Linked DNA regions of Sus scrofa: all the other regions are linked to region 3. The links are chromatin contacts, called in public HiChIP or PLAC-seq maps. All regions are on one chromosome and are shown on one strand. The core of a region is the stretch at or near the end of the contact, and the rest is flanking DNA. Distances in the headings are between cores, read along the strand shown.

Region 1 (4,057 bases), core at 1,548-4,047, 150 kb after region 3:
TAATTCCTTTGGGAATTCTCCTTGGGGAGAAGGCCTGGGTTTGTTTTGACCAGTACTCCACATATAACAGTTGCACTGGAAATTAAAGGCTGGAGATAGGCAGCGCAGCCTGCACCCAGGGAAGCCCCAGAGACGAAACTCTCAGAGTATCTGTTGGTCTGGAAGCTCCAAGAAGGCAAGCTCCAAAGCTGCTTTGTGGGCTACTGTCTACTCAGACCTAGTACGTGATAAGTCCTCAGTAGCTAATGAATGAATGAGCTACTGACCCTGGAGTTCTAGCTGGTAAGGTAGAATATCTCAGTGGAAAAAGCCCTATACTGGCTTCTAAGCCTTTATTTCCTCATCTATAAAATGAGGATGACAGTATCTATTTTCATTAGGTTGATATAAGAACTGAGTGAGATAATGAATATAAAGTGTTTAGAACAGAACCCAGAACAGAGTAGGTATCCAATTAGTAGCAGTAGCTGCTATCTGGCTCTTCACACAGAATCATCAACATCTCTGAGGGCCCAGATAGGATCTGGATTCAGCTGCCTCTTCTCTGATTCCCCCCTCCAAAGTCAGAGGACAGTTCCTTGTGCCACATCTAGGTCAGCAGTCATCATAATGCACTACAATGGCTGGTTCACCCGTCTCTCTCCCTCTCTTACTCCTGCTGGAAGGCAAGTCCTTTGATGGGAACATGAACTTCTGACAGAGATATTATGCCTTATTCCTCTTATGAACCCTTGTACATAGATCTGAATAGAAATGGGGTGTGTGCTTCCTCTGGTCCAGATGACTAAGGATCACCGTGCCTCCACTCACTGCTGCCACCAGCTCTCTGAAGAGCGAATGACTCCACAAACATGTTTTTAGGAACAGGGAAAAACCAGAGATCTTGGGATAAAAAGACAGGTCTTAGCAAAACTAATACATTCCCTCTCAGTTATTCTCACATTAATATTTTACTTTCTTCATAGCACTAATCACTATCTGTTCTTTTATTAGTTTACTTGTTTACTATCTATCTCCTTCCACCATGATTTAAACTTTGTGAGAACAAGGATCATAGCTGCTTTATTCACCACTGTAAATTCTTATCACCTAGAATTACTTTAAGTACACAGGAGTCACCTAGCAGGTGTGTTAAAAAGAAGACTGAATGAATCAATGAAAGCACTTTCTTAACATTTTTATTTTTAAAGGACTCAGACTTGGATGTTTTTAAACAAATGCATAAGCATTTGAAGAAAGAACAACTGAAGTATTTTAACATAATACAAGAATTAAGGTCATTTTAGGCTCAGCAACATAAAAGGCCAAACATGATTTCTTCTCCACACAAGTTGGCTGGTTTTTTTTGTTTTTTGTTTTTTTGTTTGTTTGTTTGTTTGCTATCCCTTGGGCCGCTCCTGCGGCATATGGAGCTTCCCAGGCTAGGGGTTGAATCGGAGCTGTAGCCACTGGCCTACACCAGAGCCACAGCAACTCGGGATCCGAGCCGCGTCCGCAACCTACACCACAGCTCACGGCAACGCCGGATCGTCAACCCACCGAGCAAGGGCAGGGACCGAACCCGCAACCTCATGGTTCCCAGTCGGATTCGTCAACCACTGCGCCACGACGGGAACTCCGAGAAGTTGGCTGTTTTGGATAGAAGGGACAAATCTATCCCATCAGGTGAGAGGGGATAGGATGGAGTCAAAGAAGAGCAACTTATGGAGTCAGAAAACTGAGTTTGGGATGCCTTTGTTTACTGTCATGTGAACCTGATCAGGGTATTTAATGGTACAGCTTCATCATCTGAGAATGTAATTCCTACTTTAGAAAGTGGCTGTGAAACTCACACACAAGAAAAATGGGCATGAAAGAGCTTGGCCAACTGTCCAGCACTGTGAAGAGTGGTTATTACCAGCTGTCAAGGCTGAAGCACAAGGGCAAACCAGCTCCCCCTCTACTCCCACCAGGAGTTCTTGCTAAAAGGCGCCAGCAGTACCAGAGCATCTGCCTTCTCTTCTGACAAAGACACCCTGCAACTTAAACCCACTTTGCAACTGAGATGGTGTGTGATCTCCAGCCTCATTTGTGAGACAAAGGGTTGGACTCCCAGATCTCTGGGAACCTTTCCAGTGACAGCATCTCAGAAGTCGGTGTGGTCCCAACCAAACTCCCACTCTTGCCTCCAGACCTAGCAGTTGTCTTGCGTATAGGAAGTGATCAGCAATCATTTGTTTAATGAATGAATAAGCCAGTGAGTTGAATGAAGATGTCTCTCTCAGACCCGGTTAGGGGCCGGATCAGTACGCCCACAGGTCCTGAGCTTCCCAGCCACAGAACCTTTTCCGCGGTCAACAACTGTCTTTCTCCCGGATTAGACCGGGTGTAATGAGGGAGGGGAGCTGGTTGTGACCGTCAGCAAAACTGGCGCTGCGCGGGTGGCAGGGTTCTGGCGAACCCCGGACCCTAAGGAAGGGTTTATTGTGCGTTGGGGCCGGGGCAGCGGGAGGACGTCGCGCGGGCTCCGGTTCTCCCGGTCCCAGGGCGGACGCGGGAGGAAACTCACGTGAGCACCGGGATGGGCGTCCACACCACACAGTAGGGGAAGCGGCTCCGCTCAACGTCCATGGCGCCGCCGCTCGCGCAGCTAAATTGCTTCTTGTCCGTGTCGGCCGCCGTCGGCGCCTCCACTTCCGCCATCCCGGGCGGGGGCGGCGGTGGCGGCGGCAACAGGAGCGGCGAACTCCCTTCCGCTTCCGCCATGCTGCGCGCCCGTTCCGGTCGGCCCCCGTCCGGGAGCAGCTCGCTCGGTGGCGTCACTTCCCGGAGGTGCGGTCCGCCCGGCTTGGCCTCCCCCCGGGAATTGGAACCGCGTCCCTCTGGGCCCGGCCTGCCTGGCCCTGGTTCCTTCTGCGCGGACCAGCCAGAAGTGTTTGCGCTGGCACAGCACCGCTGCGGAAGGGATGCCCTCAGGCAGCGCTCAGTCTAGTGCGGGAGACCCACCAAGGACTCTGTCATTCAGTACGCTAAGGGCTCCTAAGAGGGTGGTACGGTCTCTGCTGAGCGCTTCTTAGGCGCCAAGCCTTGCCTTGATATACACTGTTTTTAATCCCCACAGTCTGTTAGACATGCGAATTTGGGTATTTCCCCAGGTTACAAGTGATATATTGACGCTTAAGAGGTGAGGTAAGTGGCCACGACTCAAACCTAAGTCTGTCTCCCCTTTGTCATTCTGTAGTCTCTCACGAGGTAGTGATAAAGGAAGGATAGACTGAAATAATGTGTGGCGTGTGTGTAGAAACAGGGAAGATTTGCCTGAAGATACTTGAGCTGTTTGCCAGGTGGCTCAGGGATGGGGTGGAGGGATGCGTGCAGCCGGGCAGAGAAAAAAAGGCCTTGCAGAACACAGTGTGCAGGAGTGTGAATATCACCTTGGCAGGATTAAATTACAAGCCTTCCATGTGATCCAATCCTTTCATTGTACAAATGGGAAAACCGAGGCTCGGGGAAGTTAAACAGTTGTCTGAGATCGCGCACTATCATGTAAAGAAGCCAGACTCAAACCTTGGATTCTTTGGGCTTTTTTACAAATGTCAAGATAGACAAAGAAAATGGAATCTGCTGGGGTAGGAAGGGGAAAATGGGGGGGGGGGAGGAAGGCAGTGGCTAAAAATCAGGCTAGAGGGAGATTTGGACAAATCCACTTAGGAAGGTTTGAGCTATGCCTTTCCGGGAAGGTTTTTCTTCCACTGAATCACGCTCTCTTAAAGTTGTTCTAAAGAAAGCCTGCTGTCCTGTTTTTAGCACCTAATGTTTCAGTGCGTTTTGAGGGGTATGTCTTTCTGTTATGGAACTCTAAGGTCCTTAATTTCCGTACCTAGCATTGTTCCTAGTGTAGAACAGATGCCCACTAGATATTTACTGATTTACTGAATGATTGAATGGGTGTTTTATAAAGGCCTTGCAGATTATCACCGCAGAAAATGATTCTAACCCACTCAAAATTCTTTGAGTATCTTTGTGCCTCTCCTGTGACCCATGTGTAGTAAGTGATCCTTGAAGGGCAACAACCAGC
Region 2 (3,928 bases), core at 475-2,974, 130 kb before region 3:
GCGTCCTGTACCCAGAGAACCTGCCTCTTTGTGCCAGACTCTGCCTGGGCTTCAGGGGACATTGCCAAGAGCCAGATCCAGTCCTTGCCCTTGAGGAAAACATATCCCACACCCCACACCCCAGGAAGAAGTGATCAACAGGCACACTGCTGAGTGCTCTGCTGAGGATGAGGGGCCAGACCTTGAAGGATGACAGAGCGTGACAGATTGGGGGATCCCCACGGGCGGGGACCAGTCTCTTTCATCTTTGTCCTCCATAAGCCTGACACCAGAAGGGCAATGATAAATGTTTGTTTGCTAATTGAATACACAGGGCCACAGCCAGTCAGAGAGTGCTTGATGGTGGAGGTGATGGTGCCCAGCCAGGGTGAAGCCACTCTGCCCAAGTCCTGTACCTGCACCTCCCCATCCCTCCTCCCAGTTCCCTAAGAGAAATGCATTCTTATCGATACCCAACTGTTCTCTGCCACCCTAAATCATACGGAGACACACCTGAGCACACACATGTGCACACACACACAGATATTTCCATGCATCCCTGCTCATATATAGAAATACACATGCCTGCATCATGTGCCCCAATTGTTGATCCCAAAATGGCAGTCATTGTGTTTCTTGCCTATAATCACACACACACACACACACACACACAAAACAGTGCTCACATACCCTCCCTGCCTCCCTACTGTATCCCAACGCACATCCTTCTCCACCAAACAGCCCTCCAACACGCATCCCTTCCTCCCCAGACAGAAGGGACTCTCCTGGCCTTTGGTTGAAGACTGAAGAAGTAACAGTGGTCGGAGGGGGATTGAAGCTCAGGCTGAGGGAAGGGTCAGGGATCCCTGCCAGTGGGAAAGGCTGGAACTGTCACTGAGGATGATGCTCAGTTTTTCTAAACCTTGGGTGGGTGTGGGAGGCTGACATGGTGCCAGTTCCTCAGTGCGGCCCCACAGCTGATTCCTCTGAAAAGCAGTTTCCTAAGAGAGGGGTCTTCTTCTTCTTTTTTTTTTTTTTGGTCTTTTTGCCTTTTCTAGGGCTGCTCCCACGGCATATGGAGGTTCCCAGGCTAGGGGGTCTAATCGACTGTAGACGCCGGCCTATGCCAGAGCCACAGCAACGCAGGATCCGAGCCGCGTCTGCAACCTACACCACAGCTCATGGCAACACCGGATCCTTAACCCACTGAGCAAGGCCAGGGATCAAACCGGCAACCTCATGGTTCCTAGTTTGATTCGCTAACCACTGAGCCACCACGGGAACTCCACCTAGGAGAGGGGGTCTTCTGCTGCTTCCCTCTGTCCTAGATAGTGCCCAGGCCCTGAAGATGGCAAAGTGTGGTGACTGGAATTGCAGTGGCTCTGGTGACAGCAGTCTGAGGTCAACTGGCCATGATAACTTGGGTTCAGGCCTGTCCCCATCTGGGCCTCAGTTTCCTCAGCTGCAAAAGGGGGGTGGGGCAGTGATATGGAAAAGCCCCTCTTAACCTTTAAAGAGTGGGTGCTTCTGGGGGTGAGGAACCTGCCCTTTTGGAGGGGTCTTGGGAAAGCAGTGCTGGGTGTTCAGGTCAGGGGAGAGGAGCCAGGGTGCAGGGGGAGGCCTGGGAAAGCTGACCCCACGCGATCGCGCGGGGGAGGTAGGAAGGGGGGGGCGGGAGGGCCTGGGATTTAAGGGCCCCTCCCCGCTGCGGGCAGCTGGCTTGGGGCTGGGGCGTGACTGCAAATTCTCCCCGTCGGCACAGCCACCGCCACCGCGGCTGCACTAAGAGACGTCCGAGGCGGCTTCTTCCTCCCTGCCCAGAGCGGGCGGCGGTCAGCACCCCAGTTTCCTCACCCCCACCCCCGTCGGCACTCGTGGCTGCTGGGAGCCGGGCTAGCTCACCCTGGGGTCGGTCGGAAGCGGACTCCCCTGGGAGCAGGTAGGCGCAGTCAGTGGGGCTGGACAACAAGCCCTGCCCCGCCCCCAGCCTGCCCTGGGCCCCGGGAGGTGGGGGTGGGGGTGGGGTGTGGGGGTGGGGGTGGGATGGGGGAGGGGTGGGAGCGGAAGCCTGAACTTGGGGAGGAGAGCGGAGGGAGTGGAAGGCCAAAGAGACCCCCTCCCCTTGAAAAGCACCTGAGGAGGAAAACTGAGGCGACCTGGAGACTGAGACTGATACAATTTGGGGAGGGGGCTGAGGGAATATGGGGACAATAGACTAAAAGGACCCCTCCCAACACGCAGAGGTATGGTGGGGAAAACGGAGGGAACCTGTGGAGTGGCAATGATAGAATTTGGGAAGGGGGCGGAGTCGGGGGGGGAGAACGAAGAGACCCCCAAAAGGGGCTGGGGGAGAAACTAAAGGGACCTTGAAAGCGAGGATTTGGGGGAGAAGCCGAGGGGTCTGGAAGAGAGGAACTAAGTGGCTGGGACCGGGAGAATCAGGTGAGGGAGTTCGCGAGAAGAGGTCAAGAAGAACCCTTTCTGGAAGATGCAGAATGTGGGGCACAATTCCGGGGGTCCAGGAAGTCCCCCAATCCGGAATCGGCAGAAGTCGAGGGTGAAGTCTGTAGCGGAGAGGGGAGGGGAGGCTGCCACGAGGCAGCCCCCAGACCCTCCCACCCCGCACAGGTGGGCGGGTCCCGGGTGGCCTGGGGACTCCTTCGAGGCGCTGGAGGCGTCGGTCCCGGCTTCCTGGGGAAGTCTCCGCCCTCGGCAAGGATGGGCCTCTCTGGGTGCCCCCTTCCCGCCCGCGGTGGCGGTCTCGGTCCACGTTCCTCTCGGGATCCGGGAATTGCTGGCCTCCCCGACGGAAATCCTGCCTTTGACCGCGACTGCCGGGAGGGGCTGTCTCCATGGTAACAAGAGGGCGGACAGTCAGAGGCGGGTACTTGGCTGCAGCAGGGATCCCCGCCCGCCCGCGCTGCCCCCTTTGATTCCCTCCCCGGCCCCCATTTTGGGTCCTCAATCGGAGGCAGCCTTTGAGACAGAGGAGTAAGGCCATGATGCTCAGTGTTCAGGGATCCTGGGGAGGGGGATCTGCAGTCTCAGAGTCTTAGCCAGACTGGGACCTTGGTTGGTGTGTGACTTAGGCCAATTCTGAGGCTTCTCTGGGCCTCATTTTCCTTATCTGAATTATGTGGGAAATTATCTCTGCCCCTACCCAGCCCCCAGCCCCACCTTATCCCAGTCATGAGAATCAAATACAGAAAGCAGTTTTTGCCTAGTGTCCTAGAGGGGTTGAGTTACCACAGATTCAGGGATCCTCTCCATTTTCTCAAAAGCATGAGGCAGAACCAGAAAGCCTGACAAGGCCTCCAGGGACCAGAACACAGCTGATTCTAATGAAATAAATGTCTGTGGGTCATTGAAGCCTCATCCTGGGAAATTCAGTAGGTTTGAGATCTGTTCCCTGCCCCCCCAATCCCCATGGTGCCACATCCAGGGGTCCCTGAGTCCTTTGACATCCTTCTGTCTGTGTGTGTGTGGCCCCGGGGGAGAGCAGGGCTCTAGGGCCACTTCACAGATGGGAAAATGGAGGTCTGGGAGTCAGTGACTGACAGGCCAGCAGGAGGGACCCAGAGTTCAGGGCATCCTGTCCCTGATGCGGTGAAGGAAGTAGCCAGAGCTGAGGCCTGTGTTTCTGCCTCATCCTTACCGAATCCCAGGAAACCCCGTGGAGAGGGGAGGGGGTGCGGGGAGTGGTGGAAGAAGGTATAGGGTTCCTGGGCTTCAGGGCTGGCTCCCACTCCCAGTGAGTGTGAGGCTGTGAGTGACGGTGGAGAGTGTTTATGAGTATGGTTTGGGCTTTGAGTGAATGAGCAGGAGCGTGTGAGCATATGTGTGGGTGTTTGGGTATTCTCTGCAGCCATCTGGGGCTGATGTGGCAAAGGAAGTGGTCAGCCCTCAGGAGGATGGGTAGGGGGACCCCAGACCTGGGGAAGAAGGAACC
Region 3 (4,450 bases), core at 1,643-4,142:
CCACACTCTTTCTCTTGGCCTGCCACGCTTCTCCTACCACCACCAGGAAGCCTTCACTGACCTCGCCCCACTCCCTGACATTCACTTTCATATACACATTGTACTTTGCCTTCTGGTTCCTTATCACAGTTTTTCCTTTTCTTTTCTTTTTTTGTCTTTTTGTCCTGTTAGGGCCGCACCCGCGGCATATGGAGGTTCCCACGCTAGGTCTAATAGGAGCTGTAGCCACCGGCCTATGCCAGAGCCACAGCAACGCCAGATCCGAGCTGTGTCTGCGACCTACACCACAGCTCACGGCAATGCTGGACCTTTAACCCACTGAGCGAGGCCAGGATCGAACCTGCAACCTCATGGTTCCTAGTCGGATTTGTTTCCACTGCGCCATGACAGGAATTCCTACAGTTTCTAACTATATTTTCATTTGTCTGATCATTTAACAACTTGCTTCCTCAACCAAACTGTAAGCTCCATGAGGGTCTCTGAGTCTGGTTTGCTCACCAACGTAGCTGCAGCCCTGGCAGGTTGCCTTACCCATGGTCGATGTGTAATAATTTTTTATTGAATGGATAAATCCATGAATGAATAAATAGCTATCAGCACTTTACACACATGACTCATTAATTCCACAACTAACTCACTGAATCCTCACAACTGCTCTGTTGTCCCCATTTTATTTTTTTATTTTAATTTTTTTTTGGCTGCTTCCATGGCACGTGGCAGTTCTCGGGTCAGGGACTGAACCTGCACCACAGAAGCAACCTAAGCCACTGCAGTGACAACACCGGGTTCTTAACCTGCTGCACCACAAGCAAACTTCTTGTTATCCCTGCTTTAGAGAAAAGGCGGATGAGGCCTAAAGCGAGAAAGTGGTGGAGCATGGATTCAATCTTAGGTCAGTCTGCCCGGATTTTGACCTCTGCACAGCACCTGCTGTCTCCTACACCCGATGGCCAGTGTAAGGATTTAAATAGCCATTGGTTGGGAGTTCTCTTGTGGCGCATTGGGTTAGGGACCCAGCATTGTCATTGCAGCAGCTTGGGTTGCTGCTGTGGCGTGGGTTCAATCCCTTGGCCAAGGAACTTCTACATGCCATGGGTGTGGCCAAAATAAAATAGTCACTGGTTGTCAGACCACATGTCCCAATTTGAGCCTGGAGGTCACTGACTCAGCGGGCACTGGGGCTTTGTCGGCACCACCCACTTGGTGGTTTTTGCCCTTCTAAAGTCTTAGACTACTTCCCTTCCCACTCCTTTTTTGGCTTCCTTCCTTTCTAGAGAGGGAAAGACTAGGAATTATAGCCAAGGCAGCACAGCCCTTCTGAGAAAAACAATCTTACAGTGAAAAGAGCCCTGTTCTGAGAGCAGAGACCTGGACTTAAGTCCTGGCATGGAGATGCCCATCTTGGCGCTCTGTGTCCTTGTTCGGGATTTTTTTTTTTTTTTTTCTTTTTTTTTCTTTTTAGGGCCGCACCCGTGGCATATGGAAGTTCCCAGGCTATGGGTCAAATCCGAGCTGCAGCCACTGCCACAGCCATAGCCACAGCAACACGGGATCCAAGCTGCATCTGCGGCCTACACCACAGCTCATGACAACACCGGATCCTTAACCCACTAAGTGAAGCTAAGGATTGAACCTTCATCCTCATGGATCCTAGTCAGGTTCGTTAATCACTAAGCCACAAAGGGAACTCCCTTTGTTTGGGATTCTGCCTTAGCTGACCCATCTGTCATCTCTTTCATCCCTGGCTCACTTCCTGCTTCTGAGGACCCCAGAAACAGCTCATGTGCACCCCTAGGATCACTTTTCCCAGGAACCTTGGTGATTAACAATAGCTGGGGGGTGGACTGTGCCTAAGTCTATGGTAGCCAGAGAGATGGGAGACTGGCCAGGCATCTTCAAGACCCTCCCTGGAATGCTACGATGTTGGGGAGGGAAGTCTTTTTCAGGAGACACCAGTCCCAGAAGGGAGAAATACATGAATGGAAGCCAAAAGATACAGGTTTGAGTCCCAAGGTCGTTTCATATCCTCTGGGTGACTCAGGGTAAGTCATGGAGTTTTCCGTTTTCACTTCTGCAAACCGAGGACAGTATCTGCCTTACACAGTTGCTCCAGAATACCTAAATGAGGTTCCTTTGCTAACCTGTTAATTTGTCATCTCGATATCCAGCCAGCAACCTTTTATAATCGATAAGACACACATATTCCCATTCATGCATGAATCCTTAACAAGCACTCTAGAACACGAGGCAGACATGACTACTCCTATTTTGCGGAAGGACAAACTGAGACCCAGATAAGTTCAGAGTTGTCTGAGGTAACAGAGTGAGGTGGCGGCTGAACCAGGGTCCAACTCACCTGACCCTGGCCTTTCAGAACCAGCTCCCAGTCACAGGACCCCGGGCCTCGCCCCGGATGAATCCCTTAGCAGCGGGCTGGAGTCTATGACTCACTCTCCCCACCCTTTTTTCTGCCCCGCGGGAGACCCGGAGGAAAGTGTCAAAAATATCTGCAACTTGAGGGGTGGCTACAGAAAGTTCATGGGCCTGGCCCCTTCCTTCCACCAGAGATTCTGGCTCTTTGAACTCTAACAAAGAGGATTAGCCATTTGATACACTTTTACAAGGTTTTACATTTTCTTAGGTGGGACTCTCCTACTTCGAATTTAGGAATTTTTTTAAGTTTAAAATCCACCCCCACTTCATTTGGTTTGCCCCTTGCTGTTTACTCCGATTGCGGAAGTAGCTCGGGTGGAGCTCCCGGGACTGTACTATTGAGTACGTCGTTTGCGTAGCTATTTAACTGACATTCCACTCGGGCCAATGGAATACCCGGAAGCCCCCGGCGGGTGGGGCAGAGAACCAATCAGGGCGGTTGGCGGGGTGTGGCCGCATCCCAGGGCGGGGAATCGCGTAATGGCGGACGCGTGCCGGGTGATCGCGGCTGGGGGCGTAGCGCGCTGAGGGGGGGGGTCTGGCTGTGTGGCAGCCGGCGGGGCGGCCTGCGAGAGCAGACCCCGTGCAGAGAAAGGCGGCCGGCCAGCCCCTCCGTCTCTGAGGGCGACCGCACGATACAAGGTGAGCAACAAGTCCCTGCGGGCGGGCCCGGCCCAGAGGCGCCGGGCCGACCTGGCCGCCCCTCCCAAGCCGCTCTGTGTCTCGGGGGAGTGGGTGCCGCGCCTCCTGTCGCGGACCGGCAGAGGCCGGGGGAGCGGCAACGCGGGGTAGTGTCTTGCCGTACACTCCTCCCTCCCCCAGGAGGAGGTGTCCCGGAGATCCCCTCGTGGGCTTGGAGGGGCCTGTGAAGCTGAGAAGTGCCCCAAGCTGACTTGGCTCTGCCACCAACTCGTTGTATGACCTTGGGCAAGTCACTTCCCTCTCTGGGCCTCATTTCCCCCATTTGTAAAGCGAAGCCTTTGCAGGCAGATGTGCAAGAGTTGGATCCCAGACATTGTCCGAGATATTGGGCAAGTTCTTCCCCAGGTGGAGCCTCAGTTTCCATCTCAGGGCCCTGAAGGCACTGAGGTGCTTTTTGAGATTTTAGGCCTAAGTTGCAGAGTGGCAGGGAGGTGTGTGTGTGTGTGTGTGTGTGTCTGTCTGTCTGTCTACAGGATGGTCTGCAGAGTAAGGAGAAGAGTTGGCTCCGGGGGCCCATCCAGGAAGGGTCTGGGTAAACCCAGATTATAGTGGGGTGGAGTGTGCTTGTCTTGGTCCTCCAGGATCCTAGAGCCTTTGAGATGGGGAAGTTTTATATAGGTCTCCATAGAGACAGAAGAGGAAGGAATCCTTGGAGCCTCTTGGGGTTTTGATTGAAATTTAGGCCCAAAAGAGTTCAGGTGGACTAGGAGGAGGAAGGGGAACATTTATGGTGCTCCTACTATGTGTCATACCTGGTTTAGGCATATGTTCTTATTTAATTTTTACAGCTACCCTTGAGAATTTGCACATAAGGAAACTTAAATTTCAGAGGAGTTAAGTAACTTGCCCAAGGTCACACAGTAAAGTGCAATGCTTACCAACACGAAGGTGTTTCCTTTGAGAATCATTGAGCCAGGGAGAATTCACTGTCCACTTAAAGGAAGTTTGCTTTGTCACACATTGGGGGAGAGGTCGGGTCCTAGACACTTGAACTGACTTTTGAAAAAAAAATTCATTTTACTGAAGTATAGTTGAGTTACTTGAATTCTGGCATGGGGACAGGCTGGGTCTTGATCTCTAGACAGTAAATTGTAACCCTTTGTTCAGCCTGTGAGTTGAAAAGGACCATTTCTAAATTGTAAAAGTCACATTGAAGTGTGTCAGAACCTCAGCAAACTCAGTTTGAATCCTTGCTGTGTGGCCTGTACAAGAAAGTTCACCAACTATTGGTGCATAGACTTGATTCTCAATTCAGAGTTGATGCCAGGCTAGTAACTTTTTCTTTTCCCCAAAAAGGCCACGTTTTCCTGGGATG
Region 4 (4,392 bases), core at 1,226-3,725, 160 kb before region 3:
GCTGGGCTCAAAGTGCCAGAGGCATGAGTAAATCAAATGAACAAGCAGCTCAGACTCCTATGGCAACTAACTCTGTTGATCTGACCCTCCTCCTTTAACCTAGACCTATGGCCTCATGGAGGGTTCCCTAAAACCAACTGATGGAGGAGGAAGGGAGCAGAACCCATTTTACAGGTAGATATGTATAGGCACCAGCTGGAAGTGGACCACTCTATTGCAACCTCTGGCAGGGGTAGCCCGGATGGACAGTGGTCAATCCTCCTTGGGGGCAAAACCCTGAGCAATATACTTTGTCATTCCCTTTGTGTGGAGGAAGAGATAGTCTGAAGCACAGATGTATACTAATTCCTAATAAATGACAAATGGGGAGTTCCCGTCTTGGCTCAGCAGAAATGAATCTGACTAGTATCCATGAAGATGAAGGTTCAATCCCTGGCCTCATACAGTGGGTTAAGGATCTGGTGTTGCCATGAGCTGTGGTATAGTTCGCATACATGACTCTGATCTGGCATTGCTATGGCTGTGGCATAGGCCAAAAGCTACAGCTCTGATTTGACCCCTAGCCTGCGAACTTCCATATGCCGTGGGTGCGGCCCTAAAAAGACAATCAATCAACCAATCAATGGCAAATGGCTGGACTAGTTGGTCAAAGGCATGGAACAGAGAAGTGGAACTTGGGGAGTTCCCGTCGTGGCTCAGAGGTTAACGAATCTGACTGGTATCCATGAGGATGAGAGTTCGATCCCTGGCTCCGAGCAGCGGGTTAAGGATCCAGCATTGCTATCATCTGTGGTGTATGTCACAGATAAGGTTTAGATCTGGCTTTGCTGTGGCTGTGGTGTAGGCTGGCAGCGAAAGGTCTGATTCAACTCCTAGCCTGGAAACATCCGTATGCTATGGGTTTGGCCCTGAAAAGACAAAAAAAAAAAAGAAAAGAAAAGTAAAGTGGAACATTGGAGATAAGCAGATCTGTGTAAGTGGCATATAGATGGATTAACAGGAGTTAGTGAAAAGTATGCAGATCTTTGTGTCTCACATTTTTGCTCACCATTGACCTCCTACTGCAGATGAGGCTCTCCAGCCAGATGGTCAGATATCCCATCCTGTGGATGTCAGCCCGCCTGTAAACTTAGTTACCCTGCTACTTTGCAAAAGACTCATAAAAGGGTGGCCATGGTGGCAAGGATGGAGGCTATGAATGGACCCAACAACTTGGCATCCCTTTCACCAAGGCTGATCTAACAATGGCCAACAAATAGCCCACCAGCCAGCAGCAGGCAGCAGCATAGCAACATTGGTCAGAGAGAGCAGCCAGCACTGTGGTGGCAGGTCAGTTACATCAGTCCCCTTCCACTTTGGAGAAAGCAATGATTCATTTTCCTGGAATTGTTATGTACTCCAAATATGGATTGTACTTCTAGTTCTGCAAGCAATAATATCTGAAAGTTTAAAGAATACTCAATCTGGAGATCCTGTTGTGGCTCAGCGGGTTAAGGACCTGACATTGTGTTCCTGAAGATTCGGGTTCGATCCCTGGCCTGGCTCAGCGGGTTAAGGATCTGGCATTGCTGCAAGCAACAGTCACAGATACTGCTCAGATCCAGTGTTGCTGTGGCTGTGGTGTAGGCTGGCAGCTACAGCTCTGATTCCACCCCTAGCCTGGGAACTTCCATATGCCTTGGGTGTGGCTCTAAAAAGAAAAAAGAGAGAGAGAAAGGAAGAAAGAAAGAAAGAAAGCGCAATCCATTACCCAGGGCTAGAAGACCCATTTTAATGGCAAATTAAATGTGTGGCAATGGCCTCTGAACGTGGGCGTCACCGGTCTTACCATATACCCATCACCCAGAAGCAGCCAGCCTGAGAGAACAATGGAATGGAGTGATTTCATTTCCACAAGCTTTAATCTCCTCTGCAAAATAGGTCTGTACACAAATGACGGTAGTCACAAGACTTGTGGGATTGGATCTCTTTCCAGGCCCTTGTATGCAGCAAGTGCTCAATAAATGCAGGCATGATTATTACTTTGTTTTTTCAGGGACGCACCCATGGAATATGGAAGTTCTCAGGCTAGGAGTTGGATTGGAGCTGCAGCTGTTGGCCTACACCATAGCTCATGGCAACGCTGGCTACTTAACCCACTTAGCGAGGCCAGGGATCAAACCTGCAACCTCATGGTTCCTAGTCGCATTTGTTTCCACTGAGACACAATGGAAACTCTTGTGGGCATTATTATTAATTGACTCGAATTGTGAAAGACCTTGTGCCCCAAGAGGTGCTGGTGGTCTGGCTTCACTAAGCCCTGCAGGGCTGTGGACCCCACCCTAATGTGACCTGCTTTGAATACTCTTAGCTGTTTGGAAAGTCACTGGCTTGAATTATACTGTCTGGCCACTAAGCAGCTCAGCAGAGATATTGTCACTGAGCAGAGCTGTAGGGAGGAGACAAGACACTGTAGAACCCTGGAAATGGAAACTGAAACTGGAAACTTGACAGCAATTGGCCACTTGGGGAGGAGAGTTACAGCAGTGGGAAGGATTATAAAAATCCAGCCTGAGAGCCGTTATCTCACTGCTACTGCCATCTATCAGCAGGCTCCAGGCAAGAAGATTTCTTTTCTGCTCTCTTCAAGGTAAACCCAGAAGCTATAAGGTGTGGGTGTCAGGCTGCCTGCCTGTGAGCCTCAGGCCATGAGGGCCAGGATGCCCATTCCTCAGGGAGGCTACACCATTGAGTCCCCTTTAGTGTCCTGGACTAAGACTGGTCTGAGGGCATGGGTTGGTGGGCTTTTAGGGGTTGGGATGCTAAGCTGCAGGAGCTATGAGACTTCGCTTATAGGTGCCATGTCAACAGTATATGGCCTTAATCCTGTCCCTTTGACTCCTCATCTGTGAAATAAGGATCAAGCTACTTTACCTGCCCAAGGGACTGGATGATCTCTGAAAGCCCTTTATCCTAGGATCTACTGTGACAGTGAGTTTATCTTTGAGGATAGATGACAGGATCTGAAGTAAACCTCCAAAGTGTGGGTCTGGGCATCAGTCAATTATGGCTTTAAATCCTGATTCTGCTACAGCTGGGCAGGCCTGGGAGTGTTACTTTTCTGAGTTTGAGTTTCCTTATGTATAATACGTGGTTGAGAATAACGGCACCCGAGTTCCCGCCGTGGCACAATGGTTAACGAATCCTACTAGGAACCATGAGGTTGCAGGTTTGATCCCTGGCCTTGCTCAGTGGGTTAGGGATCCAGCATTGCCGTGAGCTGTGGTGTAGGTTGCAGACGCGGCTCCGATCCCAAGTTGCTGTGGCTCTGGCGTAGGCTGGCGGCTACAGCTCTGATTCGACCCCTAGCCTGGAACCTCCATATACCGTGGGAGCGGCCCAAGAAAATGGCAAAAGACAAAAAAAAAAAAAAAAAAGAATAACGGCACCTACTTCATGGGGTTGTTATGGGTATACATAACTTTGTGCCAGAAAGTGCTAAGTAAGTACTCAACATAGGGGAAATTGTTGGGGGTTTTGTTGTTGTTTGTTTTTAATTCAAGGAAAAAGCATTAAGCAGACAAAGATCACATTAGAGTTGGGGGGGATATGTGTTCTCCTATTTTGTAGTGTCATGGAAATAGCATAGGTTTTGGATTCTGACAGACCTGAGATGTGTCTAGGCTGCACAATTTGCTCTGTGACCTTGGGCTAGCTCCTTTACCCTCCTTTCTTTCTGAAAAACGAATATGAGATCAGTGTTTGGTGCCTGTAAATATTCAATGCATTGTAAGAATAAGTCTATCAGGAGTTCCCTGGTGATTCAGTGGGTTAAGGATCTGGCATTGCCACTGCTGTGGTTTGAGTCACTTCTGTGGTGCAGGTTGGACCCCTGGCCCAGGAACTTCCAAACTTCCACAGGCCGAGAATGCGGGGCGGGGGGCGGGGGGGGGGAGAAGTGTAGCAACAACCATTGTGTAGAAAATTCTGTGTGACAGGCACTGTTCTAAATGCTAGGGATACAGTGGTGAACAGTTTCAAAACTCACAGCCACCCAGCCAGAAATAGGTTCTATTAATACTCCCACCTTAGGGATAGGGAAACTGAGGCTCCAGGAAGTCCCAGGTATCCTGCTCAAGGCCAGACAAAGCCAATAACAGAAGCCACACTAATAACACTAGCTGACTCTGGTGAGTGCACACAACGTGCCAGGGACTGTGCCAGAAGAGGATTCAGCTCCTTCCGGTGTGGCAGGAACTGCTCCCTTTTTTTTTTTTTTTTTTTTTTTTTTGTCTTTTTTTTGCCTTTTCTAGGGCCGCTCCCTCGGCATCCGGAGGTTCTCACTACGCCAGAGCCACTGCGACGCGGGATCCAAGCCGCGTCTGCAACCTACACCACAGCTCACGGCAACAA

Evidence for each region. HiChIP or PLAC-seq counts read pairs in DNA pulled down with a chosen protein or histone mark.
Region 1: an H3K27ac HiChIP or PLAC-seq map of alveolar macrophages shows a contact between it and region 3. The contact joins the promoter of TMEM222 here to the promoter of WASF2 in region 3. A contact is called at or near these places in 2 of 2 datasets of contacts at active chromatin or transcription factors (alveolar macrophages and skeletal muscle).
Region 2: an H3K27ac HiChIP or PLAC-seq map of alveolar macrophages shows a contact between it and region 3. The contact joins the promoter of FGR here to the promoter of WASF2 in region 3. A contact is called at or near these places in 2 of 47 Hi-C or Micro-C datasets (embryonic fibroblasts and liver) and 1 of 2 datasets of contacts at active chromatin or transcription factors (alveolar macrophages).
Region 4: an H3K27ac HiChIP or PLAC-seq map of alveolar macrophages shows a contact between it and region 3. The contact joins the promoter of IFI6 here to the promoter of WASF2 in region 3. A contact is called at or near these places in 2 of 47 Hi-C or Micro-C datasets (embryonic fibroblasts and liver) and 2 of 2 datasets of contacts at active chromatin or transcription factors (alveolar macrophages and skeletal muscle).

What each region holds. Positions count from the first base shown.
Region 1 is chr6:84,545,634-84,549,690 of Sscrofa11.1, reverse strand. TMEM222 (transmembrane protein 222) reads right to left here and starts at 2,797. Exons shown (of 6, transcript XM_003482003.4): 1 at 2,549-2,797. The coding sequence starts at 2,745. LOC102165905 (a long non-coding RNA gene) reads left to right here and starts at 2,809. Exons shown (of 2, transcript XR_299851.3): 1 at 2,809-3,168.
Region 2 is chr6:84,828,197-84,832,124 of Sscrofa11.1, reverse strand. It overlaps FGR (tyrosine-protein kinase Fgr), which reads left to right and starts at 1,724. Exons shown (of 13, transcript XM_021095651.1): 1 at 1,724-1,918.
Region 3 is chr6:84,695,870-84,700,319 of Sscrofa11.1, reverse strand. It overlaps WASF2 (WAS protein family member 2), which reads left to right and starts at 2,892. Exons shown (of 9, transcript NM_001258444.1): 1 at 2,892-3,075. LOC102165025 (a long non-coding RNA gene) reads right to left here and starts at 2,510. Exons shown (of 2, transcript XR_298616.3): 1 at 2,357-2,510.
Region 4 is chr6:84,856,155-84,860,546 of Sscrofa11.1, reverse strand. It overlaps IFI6 (interferon alpha-inducible protein 6), which reads left to right and starts at 2,475. Exons shown (of 5, transcript XM_021095660.1): 1 at 2,475-2,629.